Regions from separate parts of the Gossypium hirsutum genome. Here region 1 is linked to region 2. A link is a contact called in public Hi-C data. All regions are on one chromosome and are shown on one strand. Each heading gives the region's core, a stretch centred on a gene start, on an enhancer-like site or on the middle of the called end of the contact. The rest is flanking DNA. Distances are from core to core; before and after follow the strand shown.

Evidence for each region. A called contact is a pair of places that touch in the nucleus more often than the background predicts.
Region 1: a Hi-C map of leaf shows a contact between it and region 2, with 4 times the contacts expected there. The contact joins the promoter of LOC107916611 here to the promoter of LOC107916634 in region 2. A contact is called at or near these places in 2 of 34 Hi-C or Micro-C datasets (both in leaf).

The regions. Positions count from the first base shown.
Region 1 is chrA01:20,835,651-20,839,869 of Gossypium_hirsutum_v2.1, forward strand. It overlaps LOC107916611 (L-ascorbate oxidase homolog), which reads left to right and starts at 2,172. Exons shown (of 8, transcript XM_016845915.2): 1 at 2,172-2,580; 2 at 2,668-2,777; 3 at 3,634-3,904; 4 at 4,037-4,139. The coding sequence starts at 2,443.
Region 2 is chrA01:20,571,370-20,576,048 of Gossypium_hirsutum_v2.1, forward strand. LOC107916634 (NADH dehydrogenase [ubiquinone] 1 beta subcomplex subunit 2) reads right to left here and starts at 2,034. Exons shown (of 4, transcript XM_016845948.2): 1 at 1,710-2,034; 2 at 1,209-1,254; 3 at 1,056-1,118; 4 at 264-446. The coding sequence starts at 1,813. The coding sequence ends at 1,056.

The sequences.
Region 1 (4,219 bases), core at 922-3,421, 260 kb after region 2:
CTTACTATTTTGAAAAGCGCAAGTCATTTTCAGGAAAAGAGCTCATCTATAGGTAATTTTATTTTTATATACAAATTAATTTAAATCAAGCTTAATATTATTATATTGATAATAAATTTTATTTTTTATTTTTAAAATATTTAAAATATTATATTGTTCAATATTATTAAACATACATATTTAATTATTTATATTTAGTCATATAATAAATTATTAATATAATAAATATAATTTATTATTTTAATAAATTATTTAATATTTCAATTTTATTTTAATAATAAATTTTAAAAATAATAATTTTACATAATATTATTCACATATTATTAAAAATATTCAATATTAATATTTTAATAACACATATTTATTACAATTATAAATATATTTATAATAAATGTTTTGTAATATAAAGGTTAAGATATGTCATAAGTCTATGTATACTTCACAGATTTGTAATTTAATCTTTGTACTTTTATTTTCAAGAATTTAGTCCCTTTACTTTTTAAATTTGAAAATCAAGCCGAATTGTTGACATGGTTAATTTTTTTTGTCCATCTTGTTGATGTCACATTTTTAAATAAAAAATACTCACTTGATAGTCATGTAATTAAAAAATGGCATCGTAATGAATTTGAATTTAACATAATATTTTTAATATATGCAAAAACAATGTAAAATATAAAATTATAGATAAAAAATAAATTCAACTAAACAACGAAAAAATAAGAAAATCTCAAATGTATGTTTGTTTAATTGAAAACAGGTTTTATGAAATATTTTTAAGAAATCTACTAAACAATAAAAAAATATTTTACACAGATTCATCCAAACACCAGAAAATATTAACTTTTCTAGAAAAATAAATTATTTTCTAAAAATTATTTTTCGAAAATTATTTTTAGTAAAACAAATGGAGCCTAAATTTTATAAATAAAAATATATTCAGTATTTACCGATTCAATGAACCAAGAATGAGGCCATTTGAATGAAATCCTAGTAATGTTTAATAAATTCGACGAATTTTCTGAGCTAGTTTCCTTCATAGTTTATTATTTTGATAATAATAATAGGAGGACGAAGCCAAAAAGAATTTTAGAAGTGAAAATCAAATTATAAATTTTACGATAATAAAAAGTAATTTTATTATTTTAATAGTTTATATATTTATATTTTTTTAAAAATTAAATTAAGTTTTTATTTTTTAGAGAGAATTAAAGTATTTTATTATTTTAAAATTTTAAAAAATTTAAATAAAAATTTTCATTTTAAATGGCCTGCTGTCCCTAACTGCATCCCTGAATCATAATTCACATTTTTAAGACAAAATATGAGGCAACAAACAAATACAAATAATCATAATGGTATATAATATTAGCATTCGTATCTGTTTAATTAAATTCAAATTATTTGAATGGAATTTAATTATTTTAATATCGATTTAAAGATAAAATTGTATATAAATAAATGGAGAGGATAAAAAATATACTATAAGATATTATAAAATTTAATTAATTTGTCCTTGAAATTATTGGAGTAAATAATAAGTTAAGCTCAAATGTAGAAAACAAAATTCAATTCGAATGAACCTCAAACTTTTTAATTGAAGCGATAATGGTTTTAAGTTGAATTATGTTTTTACTACTTGTATAATGAGTAAGTTATGTATTCGATCAGTTTTTTTTTAATTTTTAATTTTAATTATTGTAATTTTTGAATTTTAAAATTTTAATTTCAATTTAAATAATAGTAAACTTTTTATGTCAAATTTTGCTATTAATCTCTCCTTGTTCTCAAATTTGATTAATTTTAGTATTTATAATTTTTCATATTTTAAATTTCAATTTTAATTAAAATGTTAATCATTAAATTCATTAAATCAAATTACATAATTTTTTTATAACATAATTTGAAAATAGTATAAAACTAGAGTATAAAAATTAAATTTAGAATTAATGTATAATACTAAAATTAGACCATAATTTATTGATTCTAACAAGAACAAAAATAATGCGAGATCAAAAGTGGGGTCTTGACTTTGGGTTTCCCTGCTTTAAATTAATCACTTGGCAGTTTCACATGTAAAGGTCAAAACAAAAGAGAAGAGTACAAAACACACATGACACCACCACTCTCATAATATTAGTATTGTATTGAAGTCATTCTTCCACCGCCTCGCTATCAATACATTTGCAATGAAGCCGAAGCTCATATGACCCTGAATCACATTGCTGATGTTTATCTAAGCACCCCACCACCGACACTGCCTTTTATTTTTCTTTTCTTTACGGCTTATTTACACTTGCAGACAGACATCATCCCCTGTACCGCACTAAAAGAGTGTGCCACTCCCCTCCTTTTTTCTTTTTAAAGTCTTTCACTTTCGCTACATAGGAACTGAGAGCCAGGAAAGGTTTTTTTTTTTTTTTTTCATTTTATACTTCCAAAATGCAGCTTCATTTGGCGGTGGTATTGCTTTGTGCCACAGCTGGTCTTTTTGCCATTGCCGGTGCTGAAGATCCCTACAGATTCTTCGACTGGAATGTTACCTTTGGTGACATTTATCCTCTTGGAGTTCGCCAAACGGTGACCCTTCGTTCATTCACATCTTGCTGTTTTTGTTTTAAACCATATATGATGATGAATTGATTAGTTAGATTTTGATTTTGGCAGGGTATTCTTATCAATGGTCAATTCCCGGGCCCTGACATTCACTCTGTTACCAACGACAATCTCATTATCAACGTCCATAACAGTTTAAACGAGCCTTTTCTTATTTCCTGGTAAGATCCAACTCCATTCATTCCATCTTCTTCTATCCACAAACATTTACCCACCCTTTCTTTTGAAAGACACGAATCTAACTAATCATCATCTGTCTAGCTGCCATGTGGGGGCATATTTTTAAGCTTAGTACCATTCTGACAAACATCCTAATTAGTTGTTTACTAAGATTTGTTATTAAAAGAATCGGTCAGCTTTATTCGTTTTACTTCTTTCCTGCCATCCTTGCATGTGGTTGGTCACATGGCAGATCTGGTTGTCCCCATTCATTTCCTTCCTTTAACTCTTTCCTGTAAAGTGAAAGACTGCCCGTGAAAGCGGCAATTTGAATGCCAAGGTTTAAGGCATAGGTCTTGGAGACACAGAAAATAGTGTCTAGTATCAGTCTATAACTAGAAAGCAAAAGTGTCCTTGATTGAGAGAGACAGCGTTTTAAGATTTTACTGGTGAATTAATTTGGGAAAGTTGGATGGCCCATAATCTACCTAATTTTAAACCCATCATTCATCATGGCCCAATTTTTAATTAGCTGTCTCCCACCACCACCTAAGAGATAATGGGAAGGTGCAATGTTGGTGGACTTAGGAATGTTTTGATAGAGATTTGGACGCATACCAGAAAAAGGAAGCTAATGTCTTTCATACCTCAATATTTTGTTCATCATTTATGAGCTTGCAAATAAAATGTAAGATTGCAGTATTTTGTTCTTGATATTGAATTGAATTGAATTGAATTGTTCATCACTTGTAAAGTCCTGAAAATGTAGAAAAGTTGCATACAAGTGGTAAAAGCTGTGAACTTGATGAAAGATGCCATCTAAAATTAGCAGATACTAAAATGAAATGGTAAATGTAGGAGTGGAATCCAACAGAGGAGGAATTCTTATGAAGATGGTGTATATGGAACAACCTGTCCTATTCCACCAGGAAAGAACTTCACATACATTCTTCAGGTCAAGGATCAGATAGGAAGTTTCTTTTACTTCCCCTCTCTTGCATTCCATAAGGCTTCTGGTGGTTTTGGAGGGATCAGGATCCTCAGCCGACCTCGGATCCCGGTTCCCTTCCCGGATCCTGCTGGAGATTACACTGTTCTTGTTGGAGATTGGTACAAGTCCAATCACACGGTATTAATCATCCTTCATTTTTCAAACCCTTGCCTTTACTTGGCATTTAAATGGAAAATGCATGATCTTCATAAAAGTTGTGACACTTCTAACATTTGGGATCACTTGGTTTCTGGAAATGTGCTTGTGCAGAATTTGAAAGCTCGTCTGGATCGTGGTAAGAAGCTCCCTTTCCCTGATGGAATCCTTATAAACGGTCGAGGACCTGGCGGTGCCTCATTCAACGTTGAACAGGGTATATTAGTCACTCTAATTATATGTGGTTTAAGTTGTTTCGGAAGGATTTGATTTGAGAATAAACATGTTGTGCACCAT
Region 2 (4,679 bases), core at 784-3,283:
AATCCGCTTCTTTAATATGGTATTAGATTCTACTTTGCTTTAGCTAATGCATCAAATAAACTTTAATTATGGCTTTTGTGTCCACCCTCTAAAAAAAAAAAGAAATTTGACTTGTATTGCGGTTTTCAAAATAAATGATCTCATTTGTGGTTGACATGCTGCTCATTGAGAATTTTAAAATTCAATTAGTATCCAGTATACTATAGACTAATATCAAGAATACTTCAACTTAGCCTAAATCTACATTCAGCTGAACAAAGGGATGCACAAACAACGCATTCATTCAGAAAAATCCATGCTTAAAAACAGCAAAAACAATCATGTTGAAATGGAGTTTCATAATGTTGAAATGGAGTTTCATATTTCATCCCATTATGCTTACAATCTTCCTTCACAATCACTTTATTGAAACCGAAGAAATTAACAAAAGACATTTGGAACAACATCTGCAACAGCAAGCCTGTAATCAGATAATCTTCCTGTGCCTAAACACAATCCGGGAGTCACTGAAGTGGAAAACAAGTTTCTTTCATGTCACTCTGCACTCTTAGGACATGAATATAAATATACCCAAACATAAACTAAAAGCACCAATGAAATTAGCAACAGACAAATTAAAAAATGCCGGCAAAGCAAATGAATGCTAAAATCCTAAGGCCTCCTAACAAAGTAACAAGGATAGGCGAATAGAAAAATCAAGGAAAAAATATCTAATAATAATGCTAGTTCTCGGTTTTTCTCTCCTCTTTTATTGTATCAATCCTTGAACCTTGTGGATACACATGCAAATGAAATCAATTACATGCCATTATGACAGAGACAGGCCATAATTCCTTAAAGTTATGTAGACTTGGAGCACAAAATATATAGGCATAAATAAAGTAACAATGAATTGGAGTTTCATAGTAACTCCGAGTAGAGGAAAAAGAATCAAGTTTTCAAGCATCAAGAATAAATGACCTCCCTCTTAGTTGTGTTCGATTAACCTCTTATAAATGCAAAATATGCAAAATCAAAACTCAACAAATCATACTAAGCAGAAAGAAAAACTGTACCTAATGCTTATCTCCATGACCGTGAGAATGATCATCATGGCCCTCCCAAGGGTGTCGCCAACCCTAAGAGCGACAAAGTCAGTCCGGGAATGAAAGCAAGTTACTTCAGATAAGGATTGATTATGAAGGCAACTGAAAAGAGGAACTTCTTACCAATACAACAGGACCATCTTGCTTAGCCCTGTACAAGACCCAAAACCTGAAACACCAGATTCAAGGAACTTCAAAAAATCCATCAGCATTGCAATCTAATCTTTATTAATGTTTGCAAGCAACCTGACTTATATCATCTATGAATCACAAGGATAATACAGTGACAATGTACACGGCCATCAGTATCCATGATCGTTAATGGAAAAGCTTGCAGATAATAATTCTAAAACATAAAACCTTCGAGCATCAACTAATTTGATCCAAATTCAAGCCTTCACTGCACATCTTTCAAACTAAACCCCCAATTTTTTTATAAATTAAATTTCCACTTTCAAGGCGTATCCATGAATTCTTTTTACAGATATGCTAATTGAAATTGCACCAAATTCCCAAATGTCTTGGCACAACAGAATCACTAGATAAACTAAATCCAATAAACGTCAGATTGGTAACAAATAAGGATACCGATTAATTCAAACAAAAAGGAAAAATAAAAATTACCACATAACGGCACACAAGCCTTTGCCGGTGACAACATGCCATCGCTTTGGATGATGCAAAGTTAGACCTTTGTAAGTTGTACTCTCTCCATGGCCTCCTCCCATCTCTCCCTGCAACCAAACCCTAAACACCAGAAATGTTCCCAAGTGTTCGAAGGTGGATTAATCACTTGCCGGTTGCTTAGATTTAAACCGATCCTGAACCGTTGGATGCGAATTTGACCAACTGAAGGTGTGGTTCCCATATGTGCTGGTTTCTTTTCGTTGTACCAGGCCTTTTTCACGAAATCGGCTAAGCCCAAGCCATTGATCCATAAATCTGAGAGTTGATGTATTACAGGGATTAGATGGTTGTATTATTAAATGAATCAAATTAGTCCTATATTATTAAAAAGTATCAAATAGATTTAACATTTAATGTATAAAAAATGGTCTTTGAAAATTATTTTTTTCAATTGTAATTTAATTCTAAACAGAATATTTTATTTACAAAACCATAAAACTTTTAAAAATATTAGCTATGCTAAATAGTAAATGATACTTTTTTAAAATAGTATATGTTAAATCTATTCTAATTTAGTTTTAGTTAATTTTTTAATAGTATAAGGACTAAATTAATTTATTTAATTATAAAAAATATTAATTTAATCAGATTTTTATAATAGAGGACCTCCCCATTTCACTAAAGGAGAGGAAAACAAAATTCATTTCACCCCTTTCACTTGTAGTTTAGTTTATTTAATTCTTAAAATTGTAGATTGTTTTTTAATATTTATTTATTTTAATTTTAATATAATTTGTATATTTTAAATTATTATTAATTAGCACAAAATATAGTTTTAATTATTTAATTTAGATTTTTATTATATTTTAATTTTACTTACCAAATATATACTTTTTATTTTATATTTCATTAATTAATATACATATATTTTTAATGATTTTAAATTATTTATTATATATAAACACAGTTTAATTTAAATATCTTTAATGGTTATTTTCTATTCTTGTCTCTATTGTTATGTTTTGAATTTAAATACAGCTATTGCCCTTGGTAAATTTACCGAAGATGAAAATGATTTATTTGATATTATGTATGACTGGTTATGTAGGGACCTTTTCGTTTTTGTAGGTTGATCCGCCCTATTGCTCTTTCCCTATTCCTATTTCGTTTTAGGGGGTTGGTTTATAGGTACAACCTTTATAACTTCATGGTATATTCATGGATTGACCAGCTCCTATTTGGAAGGTTGCAATTTTTTAACCGCCGCAGTTTCTACCCCTGCTAGTAGTTTAGCACATTCTTTGTTGTTACTATGGGGTCCTAAAGCACAAGGAGATTTTACTTTTTGGTGTCAATTAGGTGGTCCGTGGACATTTGTTGCTCTCCACAGTGCTTTCGAACTAATAGTATTTATGTTACATTAATTCGCACTTGCGTGATCTGTCCAATTGCAACCTTATAACGCAACTGCATTCTCTGGTCCAACTACATGCACAATATTTTGGAATCTACATCATGTTTTTGAAAACGTAAGAATTCAAAGTATCTTGGTCCTTTCTTATGAGTTGATCCCGAAGGAAATTAATTAGAAATTTTTTGGTAAATCGTTAATTTATTTAATATTTAACTATATTTATTTATAAGTTTACTAGATTGAAATTTTATGATGTATAAAAATTTATAGACCCCATGTTACATTCAGTAAAAATTTATGATACAAGTATTGGGTGTACTCAACGTGTCTAAGCCTGCTCCACCGATGTGTTAGAAATGATTCCTTGCAATGGATGTAAAGCTAAGTAGATTGCTTCCACAGTCTAACTACTTAATTGATTAATTTCTTTACCACCACTATTTTCAATCTTAACAAAGTCATTTCATTGTCATATAAGTAGAAAATGTATGTATTTTGAATATTGATAGGTTGTAACACCCCTCACCTGTATTCAATACCGGAATAGGGTTACAGAGTATTATTGAACTTATAAAACAATTAAAAATTCATTTAGCATACATTTTCACAATTCATGCATTCATCATTCAATCTCAATCAATTTGTCCCTACTACGAGACTTCGAGGCCCTAAACATGTTTTGGGAGTGGATTGGGACTAAACCAATAACTTAAGAAACTTTCACGAAACTTAGAAAATTTTCTCAAAACAGGGGACACACACTCGTGTGGTCCGCCTATGTGTCTCACATGGCCACCAGACACGCCAGTGTCACAAGCTGAGTGGACATTCGAAATGGGAGCACATGGTCGTGTCCCAGCCCGTTTTCGACCCCGTGTAACTCTCTGACTTGGGTCACACGGCCAACACATACGCCCCTGTGGCCTAAAAATGACCATACATGCCCGTGTGCTAGGCCGTGCCAAACTTGTAGGGTATACCGACTGATGCCACACGGCTAAGTCACACGCCCGTGTGTGAGGCCATGTGGAGCATACTGAATTGATGTTAATTTCAACACTAGGGGACACACGCCGTGTAACATAACCATGTGTCATAGACGGCCGAGACACACGTCCGTGTTTCTGCCCGTGTGGACAAAAAAATAGGCTATTTACCAAGCCAATTTGCCACCCAAATTTATGCATTCTTACATCAAACCAATTGGTACAAGACATAAATAAGCATTCAATCTACTTCAACCAAGCATCATTTATTCCATTTCAATATAAAAAATTACACGACTCACCATACCACAATATACAATTCAACTACATATCAAAATTTACCCTTTTCATTCATCAATATGGTCATTTTCAAACATGTATCAAATTACCTAAACTCATAGAATACTAATTACAGATTCATCAACCATTTGATTTTCACTGTATCCATTTTCAACAAGCACCAAATACCATCATAACTAACATTTATAAGGCAATTACTAAACTCAAACAAAGGCTATTTGCACACTTATATACATCATCAAATTCACCATTATAAGCCAACTCACA